Regions from separate parts of the Mus musculus genome. Here regions 1, 2, 3 and 4 are each linked to region 5. A link is a contact called in public HiChIP or PLAC-seq and promoter capture Hi-C data. All regions are on one chromosome and are shown on one strand. The core of a region is the stretch at or near the end of the contact, and the rest is flanking DNA. Distances in the headings are between cores, read along the strand shown. Region 1 holds the start of Hmox2 (heme oxygenase 2). Region 2 holds the start of Anks3 (ankyrin repeat and sterile alpha motif domain containing 3). Region 3 holds the start of Cdip1 (cell death inducing Trp53 target 1). Region 4 holds the start of Mgrn1 (mahogunin, ring finger 1). Region 5 holds the start of Alg1 (asparagine-linked glycosylation 1 (beta-1,4-mannosyltransferase)).

Region 1 (2,700 bases), core at 164-2,663, 510 kb after region 5:
CTCAAAGGGGGGAAAAAAAGATTTAGGCTGGGCACTATAGTGCAAGCTCATCATAATCCTAACAGTTAGGAGCCTGAGGATCTCAAATTCAGTTAGTGCACACTACATGGCAAGATTTCCTTCTCAAAACACAAAACACTGGGTAGGGTTGTGGGCTCAGTAGTAAAATACATGCTCATCTTGTTCAAACTGCACCGCCAAAAAAAACTTTCTTAATAATTATGTATTAAATGACATTTATAATAACTATTATAAACTGAAGCACTATACCAGAAATAGGAACGCACAAAACCTTCTACATGACTAGACTGTTTAAGGCCAGTATGACCACTTAAACAAAACCATTTCTAATCTCTAATCCACTTCTGAAAAAATCACAGGATGTCTATGCATAACTAAGATCTTCAGTGCTGTTATCTCGCCTGTGGAATGTTCGTGGATTTACTTCACGAGTCTCTTAATATTCTCACTTTATAGGTAGTAAAACACTCAAGGATTTAGAAAGGACTGGAGAGCAAGCGCTCTCCCTCAACTGGACAGTATATGATATTTCTGTCTTTCGGGAACACTCCCTTCTCTAGTTGAGTTTGCGGTGCCCACAATTGAACACAGGCCACAACTGGTCCTTCAGAACCAATTTAAACGGCATGACACAAGACAGTCCTTGTGCAAGCAGTGTGCAAGGCGGTCCAGGCAGTTCTTACAGAGCAATTAAGTCACCTGGAGCTCTGTGCTTTGGTGGTGACAGGTGACCTCCTGGGCCAGACCAACCGGCTACATCTACGACTGAGTCCTCCCAGTCTTGCACTCAGAACCACAGGTCACTCATCAAGTCCCCACAGGGATTCTAAGGGATCTTGCCACCGAGGGGAGCCACTGAAGGCTGGCCAACAAGGCCGCCACGCCCCGGGCTCCTCCGGGACCTCAGGTAGGCTCATGTGCTGCGCTGCTGCACTAACTTCGACCCCGGAGTCACCTCAAGAGCATTCGTGACGCTGGGAGGGGCTATGCCCCACGGGAACACCAGAGGACTCTTGGGGATGGAGCTCAAAGCCGTCTAGAGCGCGACGTCCGCGGTTTCGGGCTCATTTGACGCTCAAGGCCCGCTCGGTGGCCCCTCTCCGACCCCCAGTCTCCCGCTCGCTCGCTCGCCCGCCTCAGCCCGCTTCCGGCCACCCCCCGCCCGACGTCCCCTCAGGCTGAGGACGAGTCGCGGGGGGACAGCGGAGCAGAGCTTCGAAGAAGGCCGCCGCCATGCAAGGACCCGGGAGGGGAGGACGGGGCACAGAGCGGACCACTCACCGTCAGTGGCTCCGCAGGTCAGTCAGTCTCCGCGTCTGCGACTCTCTCTGTACCTTCGCAGCCGAGAGGGCGAGCGCCAGGACGGTAGGACGTGCGCACGCAGCGAGGGGCGGAGTCACCAGGCCACGCCCCCAGGCGCACGGCAGCTAGCGGGAGGCTCTTGGGCGAGCCGACACTGCCTTCTGAGAAAGCTTCGGGAGTGGGGAGTAGTAATGTTAACCGGAGAGGAAGGAAGCGTGTCAGCCAAAGCCAACTGCTTGTTGATCGAGAGTGGGGGCTCAAGCCTGGAATCCCAGCACTCGGTGGGGGACAGGGGTGGGGTTGAGGCTGGAGAATTCAAGAGCAACCTGGAGAATTCAAGAGCAACCTGGGCTACAGTGTGAGCATTTGTCAGTGCTCAAACAAAAACACAAAAGGGTTGGGAATGTAACTTGTTGGGGAAGAATTAATAGATTCTTTTTGGGGGGGCGGGGTGTTTCGAGACAGGGTTTCTCTGTATAGCCCTGGCTGTCCTGGAACTCACTCTGTAGACCAGGCTGGCCTCGAACTTAGAAATTCGCCTGCCTCTGCCTCCCAAGTGCTGGGGTTATTAAATGCATGCACCACCACTCACTGCCCAGCACTTAATTACTTTTTTAACTATTAAAGTTTTGGTTTGGTTTTGTGCTGGAGATGGAATTCTAGATTTTGAGTAAGCTCTCTTACTGAGTTATGCTGAGGGACATTTCTGTGCACTCTGTATTCTGTCTGATTCCTGTACCCAGAGGTCCAGCTCCAGTCTCGACTTTAGTATGACTCAGTATTTTATAAAATATTATTCTCTATCACCTCCTGATTGGTTAAATAAAGAGCTTAATAGCCTATGGCTGGGCAGGAGAGGATATGGCAGGACTTCTGAGGCCAGAGACAGAGAGAGCATCTCAGGTGGGAGAGAAGGGAGACAGGAATCCGAACAGGAATGAAGGAGGAGGAGCCAGAGCAAGCCTGAGAAGGCAGGAAAGGTCCACATGGCTGGGAAGTAGGCCAGCATACTTGGTTAGAATAGCTTAGAGTCTGCCTGGCTCTGCGCCTCACCTTTATAATAAATATAAAGGTCTCCGTGTCATTAAGCAAGGAGGACATAGAAAAGTTCCTTACTTTTGCAGAGTTATGTCTCCCCAACCCAACAAATGTTCTCTTTCTACCTCTCTATTATTCAGGTGCACGATGCACCCACAAGCTAGGAAGATTTCCACACTAGAAGCTTTAACCAAATTTGCAGAATCTTTTCCTACTCAACACTATTCACAAAAAAAACAACAAGTTCTGGAAGCAGCCTAGATAATCTAATTGATGACCAAAGTATGAAGGCAGTTTCTGCATGAGCAGGACCAGGGTGTTGGATTTTATTGGGACAGA
Region 2 (2,700 bases), core at 71-2,570, 270 kb after region 5:
CTTTGTCTTTGGATGTCATGGGGGCCAGGACTCAAAGGACACCGTCTGTCATCATCAAGGAGTCCTGTGGAGCACACAAGGTGAGGTGGCAGTGTCTGGGTGTTCAAGGAGAAACTAGCATTGGTAGCCTTCCCAAAGCCTTGATCAGCTGTAGATGAAAATGCACCCGCAAAAATTCTAGTTTCTACCCATTTCCTTCTGGTTCTGCAAACTTATGTCACTTGGTAGCAGGACTGTATGTGTGGGTATGTGCAGTCATGAGTGCACAAGATGGTGGTGTCCTCTACTGCTCTCATAGAGGATCACAATTCAGTTTCCAAAACCACAACTACTTGCAACTTTAACCTCAGGGAGAGCCCGTCTCTGGCGTCCACTCGTATCTGCACTGGAGTACACATACCCACCTTCACACCCATACACATAATTAAAATACAAACTAATTCATTAATATAATTAAAAATAATCTTTAGAATTAGAGGTTTAAGATCCATTATTCAAGAGATTTTTTTTTTTAGTCATCACTCAAATGAGTCTCTATAATCCAGTCGCTGGCTCAGCTCCACCTTTTATATCTCACCCTAAAGAAAACACGTTCAGTCCTCAGGGGCAGAGGGACTTTAGGATTGTGGGTGAAGGCCTAGCAAGCGGACCAAGCAGATCAGCTAACGGTGCCAAACCAGAGCTGCGTCAGAGGAGTGAGTGGGGTCTTAGGGCATTTGAGCAAGGACGGGTGCTTGGCTGTCCTGAATTGGGAACCACAGGTGGAGACGCTTTTGGTATACGCACCAAAAGATGTTTCCTACCAGGGGCTTTGGCGGTAGGACACAGAATCACCGAAGTGAAGGGGGCCGCCCAGGACTGATCGTCCTTTAGGTGTGCAAGGCGGGGAGGGTTGAAGGAAGGCTTGACCCGCAGAGGAAAGAGCATGGAGGAGCTCAGAAGACCGAGCGGCTCAGTGTTTCTCCTCAAAGCCAGTTGGCCCCGCCTCGCCCCGCCCCGCGCCAGGCGTCGTTGTCAAGGGAACTGGAAGGCAGCGGGACGAGGCAGTCCGTGCTAGAGCCGAGGGGAGGGTCTCATTCCCTGCCACCCGCAGCCAGGACCCACCCATCGTCGCGTGGGTTTCCGCGGTCTCCCACTTGCCTCAGCCGCTCCGCCCGCCCACTTGCCTTGTCCCCGTGCTGAGTACGGCCACCCACGGCGGCCTGGCGACTCGCCGCCTGCCTCTCTGCCTCAGGATTGGCTCCCGAGCGAATGGGCCGGTATCTGCCATCTCATGGGCTGCTGTGGCGTGTCAATAACAGAACGTCCGTCACCTTCCCGGGATGCTCTGCGCCGTGCGAGGATTACTTCCGGGGTGGGCCGGGCGCAGGGCTGTCGGCCGGTGAGGGGCGAGCCGCTGTCGCTGGAGGGTGGCCCGGGAACCTGAGGCCTTGCAAGGTAGGCCGGGCCGCGGCAGGGCCCTCTGAGAGGTGGGGCCCAAGGCGCCCTGAGTCTGCTCGGGTGGGCAGCCCTGGCGTTTGCCTGTCGCAGGGTTTGGGGACACGGGCCCGCCGCCGTGGTGCTAAACTAAGGGGTCACGCGAGGTGTCGGCCAGACTGCTGAGCCACACGGGAGCCTGCGGTCGTGCATAGTCGCCGGGACCGCTAGGGTCGGAACTGCGTCGTACATTTGGGCTGCAGGGGCTCCCTCGAGGCCTTCATGGATCTCTTGGAGGAATGACAGTTGCCTCCAGAATAGAATTTTTTTTAAAACTAAGATTTAAGAATTTTAAGAATAACTTATCAGGGCTGCAACTGAAATTCTGAGAGAGAGAGGTGCAGAAGACATAGAAACTTTTATTTTACTTGAATCGATTTTTTGGGGGTGTTGGTTTTTTGAGATTGTGGGCGTGTCTCACTGTGTAGACCAGGCTGGCCACAGACTCACTGAGATCTACCTCCCAGATGCTGAGATTAAAGGCCGGTGCCACTACGCTGGCGGGTTGGATGTTTTTAGTGTAAGCATCTAATGTTACCCAGGTTGTCCTTGAACTCAAAGGCGGTCCTATTGTCTCAGCCCCCCAAGAGCTGGAGTTGCAGGTGTGAGTTCTTCCAGGGTTCTGCTAATCCGCCTATGGTTTCCAGTTTGGGGAAGCACGTGTCCATTCTGTTGGTTCAGACTAGGTTAGGTGCTACTTGAGCGCAGGCCTTGCAGCAGGAGAAGCTGGTGTTTCCAGGATACAGGCCTTGTTTTCACCTTACCAGCCCACACACATCACTCATCGTGAGACTGGCAAACTGTTGTATGTTGTCCTTTTTATAACTTTTAAAAGTAAACTTATGTCCTTGCAAGTTGTGTATATATAGTGCTTATCACTGAGATAGATCCTCAACAATCTTTCTACTTTTTAAAAACATATTTGTTTTAATCTAAGTACACTGTAGTTGTCTGGTGATTGTGAGCCATGTGGTTGCTGGGATTTGAACTCAGGACCTTCAGAAGAGCAGTCAGTGCTCTTGACTGCTGAGCCATCTCTCCAGCCCATCTTTCTACTTTTAAAATATTTTAGTCTCACTAAGTTGCCCAGGCAGGCTTGGGATTTGACTCTTCTGCCTCGTCTGGAAGTTGTGCTGCCAGGCCCAGCTTTCACCAACACAGGATAATGCTAGAGTGTTTAAGGGCCTCGAGGGAATTAGTACCTTCTGGGTCATACTTCCTTCG
Region 3 (2,700 bases), core at 70-2,569, 440 kb after region 5:
TCCCTGCCTGTAATCCCAGCACTTGACAGACTGAGCGGTAGGAGGATGGTTGTGAGCCTGAAAGACTCAGAGGAACACCCTGCCTAAACATACAAAAGGATCCGTGAGATGGCTCATGGGTCTTTGCCATTTTGGAAGACCTGAGTGAGAACCAAAGCCCACATGCTGGAAGGAGGCCTGACTCCTGAAAGTTGCCCTTTGACATACATGCGTGCCTCACACACACACAAATACAAAAGAAAAAGAAGAGAGCTTTAGTTTCCATGTGCAATAAATCCAAACTTCATTGATGACCTTGGTGCTGTCTTCCAGTCTTCACCTTGCTGGCCAAAGTGCCTTTCAAAAGTTCATCTATACCAGTCTTCTTTCTTTTCTTTCTTTTTTTTTTTGTTTTTGTTTTTTTTTGTTGTTGTTGTTGTTTGTTTTTTGGAGACAGAGTTCTCTGTATAGCCCTGGCTGTCCTGGAACTCACTCTGTAGACCAGGCTGGCCTCGAACTAAGAAACCTGCCTGCCTCTGCCTCCCGAGGGCTGGGATTAAAGGCGTGCGCCACGACTGCCAGTCTCTTTCTTTACTTCACACCTCATCCCAACATAGCCTTTCCTACCTTCCCTACTCAGAGGCAACACTCTAATTCTGTTGGGACATCCTGTTGCTTTCCTTTGAGATGCTGGTCATTTTGTGGCTTATTTGTGTATTGTCTGTCAGAGTGGAATCTGTGTGAGGGCAGGGACAGCTGGTGTGGTTCACAGCTTCATGAAAGCCCAGGCAGCTTAGGGCAAGGGTGGTAGCTCTCCCTCAACTCTTGGGGTGCGCAGCACGCCTGGCTGGCTGGCCTGAGGGAGCGCTAGCACCACCATCTTTCTTTCGAGCCTTTCCCCCCCCCATCATAAAGGCCTGGGGAACTACCACTCGTTCGTCTCCCACCCGCAACGGGCCTCCACTGACGTCATCCAAGCTCATTGCGTGAGGCGCGAAGCCCCGCCCTAAGGCGAGAGGCCAGGAGGTTGGGCCTTTCTCCACAGCCTTGCGGTTCCCTCTGGACAGCTACGGGGCTGAGGCAGCCTTTCCTGCGGCAGCGCTTGGCCGGTGAGGGGCTGGAACTGACGGTGAGTCACCTCTGAGACTTCCAAGCGGCTTCCGAAGGGACCCCTCTCACACGCCGAGGCGGGGGCTAGGCTTCGAAACCCTCCGCCCGCGTGACCTAGCCCGCCGAGCTCCGCCCTCACCCGCCGCGCGGTGGGTGCCGGGAGCTGTAGGCTCCCGCCTCAGGGAATGCTGCGGGTGCGCCGAAAGACTACAAATTCCAGGGTCCTCTCGGTGCGGGGGCGGTGAGTGCTGCGAGTCCTCTGGTAGAGGGGCTCCTCGGAGCAGCGGGCCGGACCACTGCAGATCTCTGTCCCTCTGGCCTCAGGCTTCTGGATTTCGAGGTAAACGGGCCTGGGTTGTCGTGGTGGAGTCCGTTCCCTCCGAAACGCCACGCAAAATCAGGGCAGTTGATTTCGGCGTGGCTGCAGCTGCGGGGCTGCGAGGGCTAGCATTCCAGGGCCCCGAGCGAACTGGGCCTGCAGACAGGGGATATCAGCCAGAGAAGGGCCAGCCCACTCGGGTGATTATCACGCCTTTCTACTTTTCTGTAAGCGACGGCTGTACGAGCCATTTTCCTCGGGGTATGGAGGGTTGAGGAACGGCGATCGGTCGGGGAGGATCCCTGAGGTAAGCCTCAGAGACCCGCGGGTGACCTTGGCGGTCCTGGAGGAGGCCGTCTCGCCCTCTTTCCCCCGCCGGTTTGCAGGTCTAGACTTGGCTCTACGTGGCGCTCCGGCAGGACGTTAGGAAGGCGAGGGGCTGGCGAAGCCCCAAGCCATCCAGGACCTTGGAGAAGGTGGGTCTCCTGGGACCTCTCAACAGGTGTCAAGGAAGATGGAGTGATCAGGATAGGATCCTCTGTATCAGAAAGACCTGGACTTTCCCCATTCCCCAGGATCTGATTTGAGTATTTATGGGGTAAGGCCCAGAAATCTGCATTTAGTAAGCTCTCCAGAAATTCTCATGCACACTTGGAACTGAGAATCTGTGTCTTGGGAGTAAGGATCAGGGACTTTGGGGAGAGGGCATGCAGTAGTTTTTATATCAGTTTTGTAGTGTACTCCAAACAGGGCATTTTCTGGGCAAATAGGACTGCTCTTTCTGGTCCTTAGCTTGTTGGTGCTGACCAGAGTTGGGTGGGAAGAAAGAGGTGAACATGTCTGCTCTTCTTGCTCTCTGCTCATAATAAGAAAGATATTTTTGGTCACTCACTATCTCAAAGACCTCCTCTACCTTGACATTAGTTAGGAAAAATTCAAAGCATACAAAAACCGTTGAACTTTACAGTGCACACCTATGGACTACCACCTAGAATGTACAATTAATATCTTTATTGGGTACTTATCCTTCAGTCTTTTATTTTCATGCCAAAGTACATGCAGATAATAGTATATTTCCATTCCTAGTAAAGCTTACATATTATTAACTAGACTTAGAAATCTTGTTGCTTATTGATTTTTTTTTTCCCCTTGGCTATTTGAAAATCAGTCTGCCTCCCAGTCCTGACGATCCAAAGGGTTTTGGAGGGTTTCTATAGGATGTGTTTTTAGAACCAGGAAAGACCTTTACATGGATGTTGAGAAGGTAGCTGACCAGAAGAAAGAGGGAATGT
Region 4 (2,700 bases), core at 68-2,567, 350 kb after region 5:
ACTTTTGTCTTAGAAAAAGGCCTGGTCTAAGAATGTGACTAAGTTAATATAATGCTTGACTACCATGCACAGTGCGCTGAGTTCAAGTCTCCAGCACCTCATAAAACAGGGCAAAGTGCACATTTCAAATCTCAACACTGGGAGGGTAGAGGCAGGAGGACCAGTGTTTGCTCAATGTCACTCTCATAAGGAGTTGGAGCCATGCTGGGCTACATGACATACTGTCCTTATTTTAAACACATACACAGAGAGAGAGAGAGAGAGAGAGAGACAGACAGAGAGAGAGAGAGAGAGAGAGAGAGAGAGAGAGAGAGCAGAGACTATGAATGAGAATAGGAGCAAGGCTCCTCTGGGATCCCACATCTGATATCTGATGCTGGTTCCAACTCTGCCCCCATCCAGCTCCCATAATCTACCAGTGAGTCTGCCCTGAATGAGAGGGAAAGGTCAGTAGTTCTCTCTAACCATTCAAACCATTATCCTGTCCTCCAATGGAACCCAGCACCTCCCTATCGATCACCTCCCTAGGTCAAACACCAGTGTCCCTCACTCGCACGGGAAGAGGAAAGCCTGGGTCCAAATCCTAATGAGTTGTCACAATCCAGGGCCGGTCTTCATGCCTCCAAAGCCGGCACCACCGGGTCGGTGGTGAGGGTGTCCTCACTACCAATGCAGTCTGATCCCAGAGATGCCAAGTATCGGTGCATACACAAAGTGAGTGGCCCAAGGTCACCAGTTAAAAAGAGGCCGCGCAAGGTGCGTCTGCGGCCAGCAGGGCTAGCCAGGGCCGCAGCCACGCCTCAAACTCCACAGGTACCGGGAAGGGGCACAGGAGGAGGGTCCGCGACAGGGCAGGGCGCTCGCGCGTCTGATCCCCGGGCCTCCTGGAGTCCCCAGTCCCCGTTCCAGCCCCCTTCCGCGGTCCGCGTCCTCGGAAGCTCACCGGACTTCGGAGGGTAGCGATAGGCCGAGTTGGCCTGTATGTCGATGTCCTCTACGCCCGCGATGCGGCGACTCAGGATGGAGCCCATGGTGCGCGTTTCTACCGGCCAGCCGGAGAGGAGAGGTTGTCGGCTGCGGCGTCCTCACACGGACATGGCCCAAAACAGGCCGCACCAACGCGTACCCACCGCCGCCACCGCCGCCGCCGCCGCGGCACCTCTCCACAGCCCCCGCCCCCGGCCGCCCCGGCCTAGGCCCGGCGCCCCGCCCCCGCCCCCGCCCCGCAGTTCCAGGGGAAATGGAGTCCAGGCCAGGCAGCCAATGCGCCTGCGTACTACGCTTCCCAAGCTTGCCACCACCACCACCACCACCACCACCACCACCACCACCTCTCACGTGAGTAGCCACAGTGGGTCGAACCAAGAGGCTCCGGCTAAGGGGGTTATCTCCTTCACACGACGCTAACCTCGGCTGCCCAGCTGGATACTGAAACCGGAATGCCTCAGTCCCTTCATCTTCTGTCTACATTTAGACACCCTCAGAATTTCGAGCGTCTCCCATGTAAACCAAGTCTGAAAATGTCGACAATTCTACAGTAGCTCTCCCCCACTTCCCGAGGTTCTTCTCCCATCCTCAGCCGCAAAGGGAATACCTTTAACCAGAGGACAACTGGGTAACCACCAAGCCTTGGAGCCTTGGTCAAGAAGTCAAAACATTAAAAAATAAATAAATAAATAAAAAGCCGGGCTTGGTAGCGCACGCCTTTAATCCCAGCAGAGGCAGAGGCAGGCGGATTTCTGAGTTCGAGGCCAGCCTGGTCTACAGAGTGAGTTCCAGGACAGCTAGGGCTACACAGAAACATTTACAATGGACACGGAATTTTCAGAAGACAGATTTCTCCCCCTTTGACACATAGGGAAACTGAGGCACAAAGCAGGGCAGACGGCAAATAATATGCTAAAAGCAAGTTCAGAAAAATCAGGATACGGATTGCAACATTAATTTACAAGCTATGCCCTGGCTTCTCTCACACACACGCACGCGCGCACACACGCACTGCTTTGAGGATGCCAGGGTATGTTTTTATGATTCTCAGAGGAGTTGAGTTTCTTAGAAGTGCCTCCCATCTTGAACCTGCTGTTCCAGGAGAGCAGCTAGGGAGACCAGCAGGTAGTGAAGTATCAGGTGGTGACTTCACCATAGTTCAAACTATACTAAACCTGAATGCAAAGTCCTTGAAGATCCTCCCCCTGTCCCTTGTAGATAAGGTGACAAGCATAGGCCTTAAGTGAAGACCTCAAGTGAGCAAAAAAATACCCTCGCGCGGTGGGTGTGCCTCGGTGCGGCCTGGTCTGGGCCATGTCTGTCGTCACCCCAACCTCTTCTGCTGGCCAGCAGAAATGTGCATCATGGGCTCCATCCTGAGTTGCTGCATCGTAGGTACGGAGGACATCAATTTTCAGGCCAACTTGGCCTATTGCTATCCTCCAAAGTCCGGTGAAGGAAGAGAGAAAATATCAAGAATTGATAGGCTGAAGCCTGGCGTGGTGGCGCACGTCTTTACTCGGGAGGCAGAGGCAGGCGGATTTCTGAGTTCGAGGACAGCCTGGTCTACAAAGTGAGCTCCAGGACAGCCCGGGCTATACAGAGAAACCCTGTCTCGAAAAAACAAAACAAAAAGAATTGATAGGCTGAAAGCTGTGTGAGGAGGTGGCCAAAATGGCTGAATGATGGAATAATATATGTAATTGAATATAA
Region 5 (2,700 bases), core at 134-2,633:
CCTATCATTCTGCAAGAGTTCATCTCGAGGTTTGGAGTCTGCAAATGCAAATGAGCCCTTTCAGGTATCAGAAATAGCCAGTTACAGTCAGCTGGGTGTGTTCCTTCACATCTGTAATTCCAGTACTTGGAAGGATAAGGCAGGATAAAGTGTTCAAAGCCAGCATGTGCTACAAAGCATGCCCATCTCAAGTAAACAAGGTGGAAGGAAAATAACACCTATCAAAACCTCACAGGTCCCCAGTACCCAGAATAGAAAATGAGGTCACTTTGTGTTCTTCTATAGAATACCCTCGAAGGGCATTCATCATACCTACTTAATTTAACCTGATGACTGGCATGCAATAGGGACCCAATTTAACTGATAAAGAGTAGAACTCCTGGATGGCAGTCTGCCCTAGGATAGCACTCCACACGGGGACCAATAAGGGCTATTTCCACTTTCCCTTAGATAGAGCTGGGCCACCCCCAAGTTCGCAGATCCAATTTGAGGTGCCCAGCACGTGTTCGAGGATAGTTATGAATGTCCCCAACATGCTAGCAGATTTCATATGACTGTGTCAAAAGGTTGGATACCTGAGGGGCTACTAAAGTGCATGCCTTTAATCCCAACACTCTAAAGGCAGTAGCAAGTGGATCTCTGTGAGTTCAAGGACACTCTGGCCTACATAGTGAGATCCAAACCAGCTAGAGGCTGCATAGTAAGAGTGAACCCCTGAAAAATCATCCACGTGGACATGATGAGGGAGTGGACACCTCTGCCTACACCTTAGGGGACAAGAGAACCATCCACAGCAAGAAAAGCTCTGCGGCTGGACAAGGGATGTGAAGAAACATTCAGCCTGCCAACTCAGTGACAAAGGCAGCATGAGGAAGTGGTGACCAGCACTAAGGTCTCACACACCAGGGTTGCAGCCTGTCTGTGCACTACCTAAACAAAGCAAGTGACAGACACTTTTGCAACCGATCTATTTGTAGTCCTCACGTATGGTAAACGGCGACTGACGCCCGCTGCTCCCAGACACCAGAAAACAGCGGTCCAGACCAGAACAGGCAGGAGAGGAGCACAGCTGCTCCCGCCTCTGTCCCAAAACAGGGAGAGTCAAGGCTCCTGATTGAGCCTCCCTCTCAGGTCCCCGCCACTCACTGTAGAACCCCAGCAGCGTCACCGAAAAGCCGCTCTGGGCCAATGACAGCGCGTGGTACTGCATGCGGGGGCTGCGGCCCACGTCGCCCAGCACCACGACGACCATGTGCCGGGCCCTGCCCGTTTGCCGCCCACGCTTCCACAAGCCCAGCAGCAGCACCAGCAACAGCAGCGCCAGAACCAGCAGCGCCACGCAGGACGCTGCCATCTTGGCCGGCCGGCGCCGAGCACGTGACCGGGCCCGGAAGCCTCGCTATGCGCAAGCGCACACCCCAGACCCTGCCCAGGGGGAGGTGATTATGAAATCGCCTCTTTACGAAGGAGGAGGCGGAGCCTTGGATAAGGCGAGGTCTGGGAGAAAAGGAAAGAGAATTTGGAAGATGGGGGCGGGCTCTGAACGGGGGGGCGGGGCCTGGAAAGGGTAGGAGGCCTTTGAAGAGTTACTTAAGGAGCCCAAGAATGGACTTAGCCATGCCAAGTTCTCTGAAGTGTGTTTTCCCCTGTGAAAGTAAAGCTGTACCTTTATTGGAGTCTAAGAACTTCTTTTAAAGACCGCTAAGATAAATTTCAAACTATAATAATGATGATAATGATTACCTGCTGCTAGAGTACACTTCTCAGCTTCCCTTACGGACTGTGAAGTCATTTCTACCCCTATAGGAGGCCATATCTCATCTTCTGTGAGTATCTTAGCCATCTACACAAAAATGTACCCTCACCGTACATGAACTTGTCTCGGCTATGATCAGACCCAGCCTCTTTTATCTACTCTCTCAGTAGCTGCCTTTAATAATCTAACAAGAGAGATTAAATTTTAGATGAGAGGCTGATGAGTTTTCTTCAGGTAAAGGTGTTTGATGCTAAAGTAGGGTACCATCTCAGGAAGGAGAGAATCAACTCTCTACATCCTCTGACTTCCACGCTCCTGCTGTGACACACACAGCACCTCCCTTGTACACTAAATAAATAAAAACAATTTGGATGAATTTCCTAGTTTTGTTGAGGAAAGAGGCCATTCCCTGAGAAGTGAATGTATAAACAAGATCATGGCTACACATGGAAACCGATCTTTGTTGGTAGAAGGCAAGAGACCATAGGGCCTCTGGCTCTTTAGCAGAGGTGCCTTCCAGTGAGAAAATTTATTAAGCAAAATGTTTATCTCTTCATTTGTTAAGATGCATGCACATTGAATACAACAATTCAAATACAAAAGAGAGGAAGCAGGCATAGTATAGCCTGTAATTCTGGCACTGTGGAGGAGAAGCCAAGGTCATCCTCGACTCCATAGAGAGTTCAAGACCTGCCTGGGCAGCTTATGACAAGAACTCAAAAAAATAAGGGGCTGGATAAATGACTCAGCAGTTAAGAGCTCTTACTTGCAATCATGACAGGAGTTCAAATCCTGACACCCATGTAACAAGCTGGATGTCACCACAAAACCTATAATCTCAGCTGTGAGGGGCAGAAACAGAAAGCTCACTAAAGCTTGTTGGCTTTCAGCTTATAAGGAGAAAAAGGAGACTCAAGTTTAGGGAGAGACGAATAGACAATGGG

The links. Promoter capture Hi-C pulls out the DNA fragments that hold promoters and counts their contacts. HiChIP or PLAC-seq counts read pairs in DNA pulled down with a chosen protein or histone mark. Capture Hi-C pulls out chosen DNA fragments and counts their contacts.
Region 1: a promoter capture Hi-C map of cranial neural crest shows a contact between it and region 5. The contact joins the promoter of Hmox2 here to the promoter of Alg1 in region 5. A contact is called at or near these places in 1 of 39 promoter capture datasets (cranial neural crest) and 1 of 115 datasets of contacts at active chromatin or transcription factors (pancreatic cancer cells).
Region 2: a promoter capture Hi-C map of neural stem cells shows a contact between it and region 5. The contact joins the promoter of Anks3 here to the promoter of Alg1 in region 5. A contact is called at or near these places in 3 of 39 promoter capture datasets (erythroid cells, neural stem cells and pre-B cells), 6 of 484 Hi-C or Micro-C datasets (CD4 T cells, CD8 T cells, embryonic stem cells and 3 more), 8 of 115 datasets of contacts at active chromatin or transcription factors (the 230-238 cell line, the SCID.adh cell line, embryonic stem cells and 4 more) and 3 of 9 other capture datasets (adipose tissue, liver and pancreatic islet).
Region 3: a contact with region 5 is called in a FOXA1 HiChIP or PLAC-seq map of pancreatic cancer cells. The contact joins the promoter of Cdip1 here to the promoter of Alg1 in region 5. A contact is called at or near these places in 2 of 39 promoter capture datasets (cranial neural crest and erythroid cells), 1 of 484 Hi-C or Micro-C datasets (CD4 T cells), 2 of 115 datasets of contacts at active chromatin or transcription factors (extraembryonic endoderm stem cells and pancreatic cancer cells) and 1 of 9 other capture datasets (adipose tissue).
Region 4: a promoter capture Hi-C map of pancreatic islet shows a contact between it and region 5. The contact joins the promoter of Mgrn1 here to the promoter of Alg1 in region 5. A contact is called at or near these places in 3 of 39 promoter capture datasets (the C10 cell line, cranial neural crest and liver), 3 of 115 datasets of contacts at active chromatin or transcription factors (extraembryonic endoderm stem cells, memory CD8 T cells and pancreatic cancer cells) and 1 of 9 other capture datasets (pancreatic islet).

Annotation. Positions count from the first base shown.
Region 1 is chr16:4,725,074-4,727,773 of GRCm38.p6, reverse strand. It overlaps Hmox2 (heme oxygenase 2), which reads right to left and starts at 1,413. Exons shown (of 6, transcript NM_001136066.2): 1 at 1,303-1,413.
Region 2 is chr16:4,962,857-4,965,556 of GRCm38.p6, reverse strand. It overlaps Anks3 (ankyrin repeat and sterile alpha motif domain containing 3), which reads left to right and starts at 1,320. Exons shown (of 17, transcript NM_028301.4): 1 at 1,320-1,437. It also overlaps 4930451G09Rik.
Region 3 is chr16:4,788,560-4,791,259 of GRCm38.p6, reverse strand. It overlaps Cdip1 (cell death inducing Trp53 target 1), which reads left to right and starts at 1,319. Exons shown (of 6, transcript NM_025670.5): 1 at 1,319-1,429.
Region 4 is chr16:4,884,717-4,887,416 of GRCm38.p6, reverse strand. It overlaps Mgrn1 (mahogunin, ring finger 1), which reads right to left and starts at 1,317. Exons shown (of 17, transcript NM_029657.4): 1 at 944-1,317. The coding sequence starts at 1,031.
Region 5 is chr16:5,232,304-5,235,003 of GRCm38.p6, reverse strand. It overlaps Alg1 (asparagine-linked glycosylation 1 (beta-1,4-mannosyltransferase)), which reads right to left and starts at 1,383. Exons shown (of 13, transcript NM_145362.2): 1 at 1,147-1,383; 2 at 1-38. The coding sequence starts at 1,354.